Linked DNA regions of Rattus norvegicus: region 1 is linked to region 2. The links are chromatin contacts, called in public Hi-C maps. All regions are on one chromosome and are shown on one strand. Each heading gives the region's core, a stretch centred on a gene start, on an enhancer-like site or on the middle of the called end of the contact. The rest is flanking DNA. Distances are from core to core; before and after follow the strand shown.

Region 1 (6,140 bases), core at 2,843-5,342, 170 kb before region 2:
ACCAGGGAGATAAAGCCGGAGAATGAGAAGCAAGACAGTAAGCTGTGATAGGTAAGGCAGGGGCAAAGTGTGCTAAGCAGGAATGGAGGGGTTCTGAGTAGGAGTTTAGGGTAATTCGTTTTCTCTTTGGTGCTTAAGTAAGTTCTAGAGATATGTTCAAATGATGGAGAAAGCTTCTCTGTCTGTCTGTCTGTCTGTCTGTCTGTCTGTGTCTCTCCATCTGTCTCTTGCCACACTGAGCTCTTTTTAGTATCACCCTTCCACCTCCACAGTGAGGCTGTGTCTCACCTCAGCAGTTTGGAGGGTTTGCTCAGCAGCCCATGGGTGCAGAGATGTGATGGCAATACCCACAGAGTGCTCGGTGCGTGTGTGAGGACAGCGGTCGACCTATGACTTCCCAGAGAAACAGACATGTCACTTTCAGGGCCTGTGAGATCATGGCAGAGTCCAGGAAGACACCTGGAGTCTAGTCATTAAGGTTCAGAATTTGAGGAGGGTGGTAAGAGGTGAGACGCCTCTGATGTCTGACCTGTAGGGAAGGTGAAGAAGATTTCCGTTCAGAGTATTTGTGTTTCTAGAGGTTTTACATACATCATATGTATGAAGCCTAGTTCCTTATTTGACTATAGCCAGGCTAATAAATGACTGACTTTCTGTCCCCTGTGAGTTTGACAGGAAGAGAGAGGGAGAGAGAGAGAGAGAGAGAGAGAGAGAGAGAGAGAGAGAGAGAGAGAGAGAGAGAGAATTTCTTGTTCCTGTTCAGCTTGTGTTAAACTTTTGTTTGTCTCTTACTACATACTGTCCCATTCCATATCATCAGGAGAGAATGAGAGACGGAAATACACACAAACACATATTCGCTTTCAAAGATGAATATAGGCTTCTAGTTAGGGACCTGTGTAAAGCAAGTGAGCATCTGCTTTTGTGTAAAACAAGGACATCACTACCATTGGCCTTGTAATGACATCAGGGCTTTGTCTGAGCCTTGGACCCCTTTGGCTTGCTGATCTCAGACAGACTCTTTGTTTTGGCCTTGGGTTAGCAGTCAGGTTCCTTTGCTTCTTTACCTTCGTGTCTTTCAGTAGACAAACTAAATCAGGAATTCCAGGGTACTGCAAATAGTCCTGGCTGGTCTACCTGCCATGTCCCCCCCACTCCCTTCTCTCTCTGTGTGTGTTTGTTTATGCATGTGTATATACACTTGATTGCATGTGCACATAGAGGTCAAAGGTTGACATTTTCTTTAATCTCTCTCTACCTTAGGTGGAGACTCTCACAAATTCAGCAGGAGTAGCTGGCCAGCAAGCCGCAGGGAACCTGTCATTCCTAGTGCTAGGACTGCAGGTGCATGCTGTCATGCCTGGTGTTTTACCCAGGTGCCGGGGATCCACACTAAAGTTCTGGTGTTCGTACAGTAGGCACTTCACTGAGACATCTCTCAGGACTGGACTCAGGCTCCACATCTTTGTACAAGTCTGATGCTTGGCAGAGCCTTGATCTATAGGGAAGATGAGGCAGGTTTCTATTCAGAGCATTTGTGTTTCTAGAGACTTTAATATAGTTCCTGGTTCTATTTCCTTCTTAGCTGTCTCCCAGAGAATCTTAGAAGCATAGAATGAATGATGGAAATCTGTGATGAAAATGACACTCTGCCTGATTCTTCTTCAGGAAGCTACTCTGTATCTGTGTGAAGTATCTGCTCTGCTTGATGTTTCTATAGTTACTATTAAATTTTTTATGTGGGTTTACTATCTATCTATCTATCTATCTATCTATCTATCTATCTATCTATCTATCTACCTACCCACCTATCTATTTACCAGCACTGTCTTGTTGACGTTGACTATCAGGTGAATGATTTAATCTCTCTCTCTCTCTCTCTCTCTCTCTCTGTCTGCCTCTGTCTCCTGAGAGAGAAGTACTGTTTTGGCTCTTGTTTTTCTTCTAGAAAGGTAAGTTTAGTCCCAAGTAAAGAAAACAATCAATAATTAATATGGACCCACTAATTAACAGACACTTTGTTAGGTAATATATATGTATTATTATATATGTATTAAATTATACATAATAAAATATATACACCTATGGAGATACACACACACACACACACACACACACACACACACACACACACACATATAAAATATCCACAGTGGCTGTGGCTATAAGGTAACATCCTACCTCTACCAATGCCCCAAATTGTCCCTTCTATGGAGTGTCCATCTAGCTGGTTAGAATATGAGTGTAAAAGGGATGGAAGCAGGAATAGACTGCCTCATCTTGGTAGTAAAAGGCCTATAACTAAGAGAGGCTGGGCCTGGGCTAGGGAGCCACACATTTTAGGCATTTGTTTTTGCTGTTCGTACCTCAGGACTGTACACCCCGGTAGCCCTTACCAGTGTCTGCTGTTTCAGGTGAAGGTGGAGACGGCTAAGATTGCTTCCCTAGAGCCCTCCTCCTACCCGTTCTCCCCCGGCAAACACCCTATGGTGGGTGGAGTTAGAGCAGCTTGATTCATCTCTCCAGCAAAACTCCAGCTGCCTGTTCCCCGGGGCCTCTCTCTCTCTCTCTCTCTCAGATCGGAGCTGATAAACTAATTGGGGCTAATATGATAATGGGCAATGATGACATTTACTGTTTTTTTAAGGCCCAGGGCATACATTTGCATGTTAACAGAGCCTTTGGCAGGTAGATAAGGTTGAATTGGAGGGGAGGTGGGTTTATTTGCTGGAGGTTAGAGAAGCAGAGCAGCTTTACAGAGCCACCTTAAACTCTACCACATTTAGGACGCCAAGACCTCCTTTAATGACTTACTTTCTTCCAAGACCCCTCCAAAGCCACCCCTCCCCCTCCATTACCTTTTGCACCCAAAACTTCTCTCAATTTACGTTGCTTAAACCAAGCAATAAATACAAGAGAATAGCTCGGCTGGCTGGCTCCAGTCCCATTTAGCAGCACAACAGTCATTGGGTTCTGTTCCTTTCCTGAACTTCTGAGTTGTGACCACAAACTCTTCATCTCTTTGCCAAACTCCTTCTTGTCTTCCAACAAAGAGAGAGGAGGCTCACCGATTTCAACAAACCTGCCTGGATGCTTTGCTCATAGAAGGCTGGTGTCCAGGAAGACCCCGAAGGGAAAGTTAATGGTTAGGGGATTGTATTTTTCCTAGCCAGGGTAGTTGCTCACCTGTGCAGGTGGAGAAACATGTGGAACCCAGTGAAGCAAGAATAGAAAACTCAGGCACCCTTAACTCAGGGGGTGGGGATCTGTGAAATCCGTAGATCCCCCTCAGCAGTTCACATGCTGCTCAGACTGTTGGCATTTTGGTTTCTCTTTTCTGAATCCTACAGAGAGGGTTCATAAACAGTAAGACCATCATGTAAGCGTTGAGAGGAAGGGAAGATGAACTGGTCAACTAGCCCTTGTCTTGCTGAGGAAGATTGTTGCCCAAAGACATTTCACAATGCCCCCTCCCTTCCAGGACCATCCCCTCCTCCAAGGTGCTTACCTGGGGCTGGGGGATAGCCTCTGAAATTGCCAAGAGTCACTACAAAGAGTGGGTCATGACTCCCAGAGATAGAATGGGCTAGAAGGTCCTTCCACGCCGGGTACTTGCACGGCCAGGGCAAAGATCTGATGCCATAGCAGAGGACTAATAAATACAGGTTAGAAAATGAGGCAGATGTTTAAGAGCACCTCCAACCCTCTTCCTTCATTTGCTTGCCAGGGACTTGGGTTTTATATGCCCCCCCTTCCTCACAGCATCTTGGGGAGTGAGGTGTTTTTCACCTGAAACTGTCTCTAAGCTGAAAAGTACAGTCACCACCAAATCAATTCCTCATCCATTAACAGGTTGTCTCTGTTCTTGAGACACAGGCATAACCTGGTTAGACCTGTTTTGTTTGAACACTAACGTGTGAGTTGGCCAGATGCAAATGAGCCAGTGTTTGTAATCCTTTATTTTATTTTTTTAAAGGGCTGGGCAGCCAATCAGAGGAGGGGGAAGTGACTTAGGGAATTCCCGGTTGGTGGCTTATTGCTTAACATCCTACAAAATGATTTTAAATTATTGTCATATGCATTTATCTTCACTCTGATGAGAGCTCAGACGTGATAAGGCCGTGGTTCCCCATCCCGGTAGGAGCTGGTGTGATAGCCTCCTGCCTTCTTCTCCATCGTCAGAGCCATAGAACTTTCCACCCCGAATCTTTAGGTAAATGAGGTAAGTCCTCGCTTTTAAACTTCTTTTGAACCTGGAATTCAAACACCTGTGTGGCAAGACAAGCTTGTCTTGAAGCAGACAGGTGAAAATAAAGCAGAGCCTCCCGGAGGCAGCTGGCAGTAAGCAAAGCTTGTGTTACCTGGGCTCACCCACCCGGTCTCGTTAGAGTTTATCTGGGTGAGAGCAGCTGGGCTACTCAGTGTGAGTGTTATCTGTGAATTCCCCACATTGTCTGGACTTCCAATCAGCAAGAGTCTAAAAGTCCTCTGGTTTCTCTTTGCCCATGTGGTATGACAAAGCCATTTCCCTGGGATAGATTTCTCTGGAACAAAAAGCAAACGGAGACAGGTGACTCTGATGTCGCTCAGCGACGAGCTGGCTGGCTGAGGGCTGGTAGGGCTCAGAGCGTATGGTCTCCCAGTCTAGAGGTGTCTTTGCTGATATTTCTCCTGACTCATGAGCTATAGGGAGAAGCCGATTCTCCTTTAGTGTATTCCAGTTTGAGGAAATAGGTGTAGATGGGTAAAAGAATCTATATTCACAATGGCAACAGGATTCAGGTGGCTAAGGTTAGGCAGATGGTACCCTTAAAAATGATCCTATGCAGAAAGGAAACTCAACTTAGGGAGATAATTTTACCGTATCACAAGAGGACAGACCAACCCTTTGTTTTTCCACAATGGAATACTGTGACCAGACAGGCAGACATGACTCACCAGCAACAAATGCCTTCGATGTAGGGACTCTTGGTTTTGTTTGTATACCACAAACAAGTGTTGGTCCCAGTGTGGATCAAGCCGAGAACAGTGAGGGGATGAATCTTGTTGGTTCATGAGGGCAACGAAGTGGCAATGTCGCGTTTGTTTGTTTGTTTATTTATTTATTTATCTTCCTTGGGACTCTGAAAGCCGCTGATCGTGATACACATTTTAGATGAAGTGTAAGAGTCTCTGAGTTTGAGTCCTCAGGTGTCTCCATTGTTTTCCCACATTGATCTCAGGGAGAATGGGGAGTTTGGAGTCTAAGATTTCTGATGGAAACATTAATTGGTTCTGCGAGGTGTATAATTGGTATAAGAATGTATCAAGACAATATCTTTCAATGATTAAGGGGAAGTTAGGGATCATGAATGACTGGGTGCTACTTTCCTGATGTCCAAGGAAGAGTCAATTTCTACAGAAGAGATAAAGATGATATTTTCTCTTCACAGAAGAGATAAAGAGAATTTCACAGGTAAGAATGCTGTTAGAATATGAAGCCATGTGGGACTAGTTTCTGCCTCATCGCTGGCCGGTGGCATTTAAGAACTGTGATGGGAGAGGCCAGAGTTATTTGGAAGTTTATAACCACATTTAAACACTACCAAGTATCACGAGTACCACCTCCCATGTTTCTATATCATTGGGTAGAGACGTTAAAAAAGCAATCTTGAGGAAGCTGTGTTTGAAGTTCTATGACCACCCATGACACCCATCTTTAAGACCTCTTCCTGTAGTCGTGGATACGGAAGTGTGTTTGACCCAGGCCTCATTTATGCAAAAGGTCCCAGAGTCAATAACATTTTTTGTTGTTGTTGCGTGTTAAAATTATATTACCTATAATCACACAAGCTTGCTGATGTTTTCCTATTATATTATTATACCAAGATTTCTCATGCTAGTGCTTTGGGCCTTTCTAGACCTCTAGAGACAGGCTCCACTTACACTCATGATTCCGTGTTTGTGGGTACCCTAAGGGTCTCCCATTCATTGGCTGTTGTTACTTCAATCCTCTTTCCATACCTTCAAAGGCCCAAGGAAAAAGAGAACTGAGACTTCAGCTATGTTCCCATTGGTATTTGGTTAGCTAGTTGGTATTATTAGTAGGTCAGAAGGTGAGCACTTTTGGGCCGTGTTCTGCTCTAAGGAAGTGGGATTTT
Region 2 (5,752 bases), core at 1,948-4,447:
ACACAAATAAAGTTAGCATGGGTGGAGCACAGCTAGTGAAAGCAAGAGCATGGAGGAACTTGGAGGGGGAGAGAGAATGTCACACGACACAAATTTGCTGGCCTTGGAAAGCAGTGGCTATGGATATGTCTCAGACACTGTACAGAGGCTGTAAAGCAGAGGAGTGGCATGCTGGGACACACATTTAAAAAGGCCACTCAAGTTCTTGGACGTAACAGGGTTAGAGAAGGGAAGGAACAATGGACAGATGTAGGGAACTTGTGAGTTCCAGCCCGGAGATGATAGCATTCTCCTAGAGTCATGGTGATAGGAATGGAGTTGAGTAAATGGATTCCAGCTATACCTGGAGGGAGTTGCCATGGGAGAATTGCTACCACACAGTATGAGCCAAGAGAAATTATTGTAACAGCATACCCAAAGCTATTAACTTGCAAAGAAATTGATTTAGTTTGAATCATGGTTTTGGAAACCATTACTACTTTAGAATTTCACTGAAGGGGCAAAGTGTGGATATTAATAAACCATCATATCATGAGCCAGAAGGCAGGGAGGGGGAATGGGCTAGAGTCCTCTGGAGACCTGTGCTCAGTACTTTACTAAAGGGTCTCCCACTCAATCACATCCATAAAAGGTTCACAATACCTCCCAAGAGGAATACCAGCAACCAAGCCTTTGATGTATGTACCTTATTAAGGGGGTCACCACCTAGATTTGCTATGGTTTGGATATGAAATGCTCACAAAGGTGACATTTGGGGGGCTTGTTACCAAGAGGGTAGATCCAGCTATTGAGTGGATTGGTGACTGGCTCAGAAAAGCTCTGATTTAGATCCACCTTGCATGGACCATTAGGAGAGATTGTGGAGACTGAGGAAGGCCGTGACAGATCAGAGGAAGCAGGTCACTGTGGGTATGTCCCTGGTTGCCACTACTGCTGATTCTCCCCCTCCTCTTCACCCCCTCCTTCTGTCCTTCTTTCCCTTTCTCCTCCCTCCTCTTCCTCTCCCTCCTCTTCCTTCTTCTTTCTCTGTTCCTCCCTCTCCTCTTCCCTTCTCCTCACCACCCCCCTGCTTTCAGGGATTCTGAGATCACTTAACAAAACAAAGCAAACAAGCAAAAAAAATCATACTTTGTGTCTAAATCAAAGCCTGTGATCATTAATCTTTATTGATACCAGGCTGGATTTGGAATCATCCTGGATACCGCTCTGGGTGCACCTTTGAGAGTATTTCCAGAAAAGAGTTTAAGTAAGGAGGAAAGCCCCATCATGAATGTGCATGCCCACAACCCATGGCAGGTACTAGACTGAATAGAAGGCAAGCCAAGCGGCCCAAGTAGCTCCCTTTGCTTGTTTACAGACACCTGTTTCCTGATCCTGCAGACTTGACTTCCCTACCATGACAAACTGTACTGTTAAATTGTAAGCTGAAAGAAATCTTCTTTCTTACCTTGCCTTTTGTCAAGTATTTTGTCCCAGCAGTAAGAAGAATCACCTACACAGAGCCCTGGGTCCTTATCTTCCCCATAGCAAGGCATGTGCTTGAGTAAGTGGCAGATTCCCTTCAGATTTGAAACCTTGAAACGTGTAACTCTCTCAGCTTATGTGGAGTTTGGAGGAGTATACCCACTATAGCTCTGAAATTTAAAAATCAGTGTGTTGATGTAGGTAATGTGTATGATGTGGTAATGTATGGGCAATTGGGTTTAGGCATTGATATCCTACCCTGCATGGGATCCATGGGCTCAGGCATTGACATCCCACTCTGCAGCATGGTCTGTGAAATGATGTGTTTTCAATCCTGTTGTCGAGACTATGACTGCTGACAGAGGTACAGTCAAATCCACAATTAGTGAGCAAAGTGCATCTGAAATCAGTGAAAAGAGCTACAGGCAGGACACAGACGTGCCACTAACACTCCCTGTGACTCTAGGCAGGTCACGAGATCTGAAAATACAGGATTTGACTATAAAGAGTTAAATGAAATGGACACAAGACCTCAATGGCCACATTTCTTTTGGGGAGGGCTCAAATTGGTACCTGGGAAGAAAACACAAGGTCCACCCTACTCTGTTTTTCAGAGTTTCCTTGCCTCACTTGAAATCTTGCCCCTTGCCCTATCATCATGGGGTGCTGGCTGTGGAGGACACTGGCGAGCCTGAGTAGAGGGGGTCTGCTGAATGTGAGTACTGTGGCTTACTGCCCTTAGCCCTTTCTCTCTGTAGGTGAGGATGTGAGGCGCAAGGCTAGGAAAGAATCTATCATTATATCGCAAGCCACGGACTGAGACCCACTTTCTTTTACTGTATTTGCTATACCCAGTTTCTTCTCTATCCAAGTAAGATGTGAGGGGCATGGTGCCTGGACTTGGAACGGCAGAAGCCTTATTTAGCATCGAACCACCAATGCACCTTGTCACTTCTGCTTGCAAAGAGGTCAGGAACTGAAACAGGAAGCCACACTTCAGTCAAGGATGACTGTGTGATTTTGGAGAAACTGCCCAACTCATCAATTGCTTCCCTTCTCTTCTTCATCTTAAGGATTCTTAAGGATTTTCTGTCCTTAAGCTATTTGTGCAAAGGCGACAAGGCTTTGCTCCTGTTCAGCCACAGTGATACTACCCAGCTGTCTCCTCCTCGTGGATTCCTTTTGATTCTTTCAGCTCTGAGCTTGGGTTATTTCTTCCACAGAGAGTGAGCAAAACCCTGCTCAGGAGAACTCCAAAGTAGACGGGTGTGGTATGTACCTGTGACCCTAGCGCTTGGGAGACTGAGGCAGATTTGCAATTTGGAGGTTGCTGTGGACTGCACACGAAACTCCAGACCAGATTGGGCTGTACAGTGAGTCTCGAAATAAAGGGACAGAAACGCACATCGACGAATTCCAAGTCTAATTCAAATGACTATTGGAGCAGTCCAGAAAGCAAGCACCTGCTGCCTAGTCAATGGGCCCATTATGCATGGCTCACTCCACAGGAGAACACTGTGTCTCTGAGGGCCTGGCCGTAACTGGTCCTACCTGTTTCAAGTCAGTACATTCTGTTTGCTGGAGGGATGGAGGCAGAGCAGCACGCACTGCCACCTCATCATCGTAAATGCCATTTCGGGTTAATGATTACCGCGCACAGTACTCCGGCAGTCCAACTGCACACAGAGCATGCCCTTCCCATGGAGTCTGGCAGGCAGCGCATAAAGGGTGCCATTGTGTGTGTTTGGGGAGAAAGGGAGAGGATCCTGCAGGTGCCAAGTATGGTCTCACAGCTCATGGGCTCAGGAGTGGGGAGGTGGGGACACTGTGCACATATTTTCTTGTTTTATAAGATAATCTATTTACATTCACTATTGACACTGGGGTACTGTTACTGGAGCTGAAATTCCTGTCATTCAATAAAATACCCTATCAGCCTAAGCTGACATTATAGAACATCAACGAGATCCCACAACTGCTGTTCCTGCCTCTGGCTAGAACTGGTTCTTTCACACTGAGGGCCATCCTCTTCTTGCTGGGGCATCGTGCAGGCCTGTCTGTAGATTTACCAGTGGGGGTGTCTCTAACTGCCTGGATGGCTGAAGTTAATGGCTCTCAGGTCCCAACCAGCCCCTTCTGTCTGCCAGAGACAAAGCAGGAATGTTCCCCTCCCGAGGTCTCAGTTTACAGGCCTTTAACATCGATAATTAAGCAAGGTTTGCCACCTGCACACCTCTTCTCAAGACAGTCCCGACGTTGCCTTTAATCAGCCCAGTTGCGGCGCCACCTGTTTCTGTTGCCGCCTCCGTTCAGAGGGGATGGCTCAGGGCTAGATGGCTATGACCTTGGCTGTGGCTCTGGGTCAGTCACACCAATGGAGTGATTTCCCAAGCCCACAGAGACCCTCTTCTCTTGGGACAAATGAAAAGATCCTCAGTGCCTGAAATGCCGTTTTTGTATACAGTATTACCCTTATCTTCCTGGTGGTTGACAGGTAGGATCCAGGTAACTCTGGGACAGTAGAAGCCTCTAGCATTGACTTGTGAGTGGGTTTATATGATTAGAAGAGGCAGCATGGCAATCCTGAGGGATGAAAGTGGGAGCCGCACTGGAAGTAATGAAAGAGAGGCCCAAGAGACCAAGGGAGGCTGACTCCAAACAGGGGATTATGGCATCAAAGCCCACGAGTGTTTAATGGGTGGTTCAAGTTGAAAGATCCTTGTTTCCTGTTTTTGTTTTTGTTTTTAAGGAAAAAAAATACAACAGTGAAAATAGCCATTCATACATAGATTCATAATGATTCTCATGAGGTTTGTCCACCAAGCAAAGAACATCCCTCCCCCTCTTTTGGAAACCTCTCCCTTCCACAGTTCCCATTGTGATTCGAGTGACCCCCCTCTGGAGCTCAAGGTATCATCTAGGCCCAGTCCATCAAGTCAACCGCATCTGGTAGACACACTGACTAGAGTCACTGTCTTGTGAACAGGCATTGTTCTGAGCTAAGCTAATGACCCTACAGTGTAGGGCTTTCACCAAAATGATTGGGGAAGGGAACTGTCTTTCTGTCAGAAGGGTTAAGCCACTGAAAGGTAGTACTAGGCCAGCTAGTGACTTCCTTGCCTGGGAGGGGAATAAACTTAGAGGAATATAGAAAGAGAAACTACAGAGGAGCATATTCATGTAGACCTTAGCCAAACACCTAGTTCTGATTACATCAAAGACCAACCCAACTTCGGGCATTTAGTAACATAAAAGAAACTCCCTCCTTCCTGTATTCTTTTTGGCAGTTTGGGTTTCTGATGTAACAGAACAAGGTCGTTGTATAGCAATGACTTTCTGACAGTCCACAATAGCACCAGTCTTCAGCTAGCCGTCCTGGTCTTCTACACATGATTCTGCAAGGTTCTGGTGAACTTGGCTCAAACCTGGACATTGATGTCCCTATCATTTAAGTGGGGACTTCAGTGGAATAGATAGGAGGGAGGGAGAACTGCAGATAGAGAAACACTTTGATCTCCCTGGAAGAAACACACTGTAGAAACATAAGAGTCTTATATGGATGATAGCAGACTAGCAATTTTGGAATACAGAAGATTCTGGAACCTTAGCACTCACTCACAGCGAGGTATTCATACCAGCAATAAACATAGTCTAGAACTGTTCAGAAGTGTAGGACCTTAGCCATGTCCTAGGCACTAACAAGAACTTCGATTTTTCAGGTGGCCCTTAAGGGATTTGTGTGGATGTAAACAGTTTCTTCCTGTTCCAGAACCTTAGGAGCATGGGTCCTAGAGACATCACCGTCTGTTTTGTATCTGGCAGTATTGTGTATGGACCAGGGGAAAATAGGTTCCTTTACTTTCAAAACTTTTGCAAGTTAGTTGTGGGTGGTGATACACATCTATAAGTCCATTACCTGTGAGGAAGATAGAGGAAGATCTCTGTGAGTTCCTTGCTATCCAGGACTATTTGATAAGACCATGTTTCAAGAAACAGAAACAGAAACTGACAAACAAAAGCTCCAAACCCCGAAAAGTTTGAAAATCCCTAACCTAATCAGTGTCTGTTCTTCACAGGGGATGAATTAAGGGCCTGTGTAGGATGAGCATCAACCACCAACTCAGGACGAAAGCAGAGACTCCGGAAACCTGTGACCTTGGGCAAGATTCCTTAAAGCGAGTCACAAAAAAAGAGCAAGAAACCTGATAGCTTGCTCTACGGAAAAACCAAAAGCATTCTGAGACTAATAGAGTTTTAAACAAACTTTTAAAAAAGTGTAGGGCATGAA

Evidence for each region. Hi-C and Micro-C count contacts between places; a contact is called where the count stands out from the background.
Region 1: a Hi-C map of kidney shows a contact between it and region 2, with 1.9 times the contacts expected there. The contact joins the promoter of Ehf here to the enhancer-like site in region 2. A contact is called at or near these places in 3 of 12 Hi-C or Micro-C datasets (the A7r5 cell line, kidney and mammary epithelial cells).

The regions. Positions count from the first base shown.
Region 1 is chr3:110,132,880-110,139,019 of GRCr8, reverse strand. It overlaps Ehf (ets homologous factor), which reads left to right and starts at 4,092. Exons shown (of 9, transcript NM_001106493.2): 1 at 4,092-4,222.
Region 2 is chr3:109,961,691-109,967,442 of GRCr8, reverse strand. No RefSeq gene overlaps it. Among named protein-coding and RNA genes, the nearest start is that of Rnu6-434, 41 kb to the right of the region's middle. Within about 2 kb of position 3,197, at least 11 of the 93 cell types and tissues checked have an H3K27ac peak or open chromatin away from gene starts, as enhancers often do. A contact at or near this core is called in kidney, where this site is marked.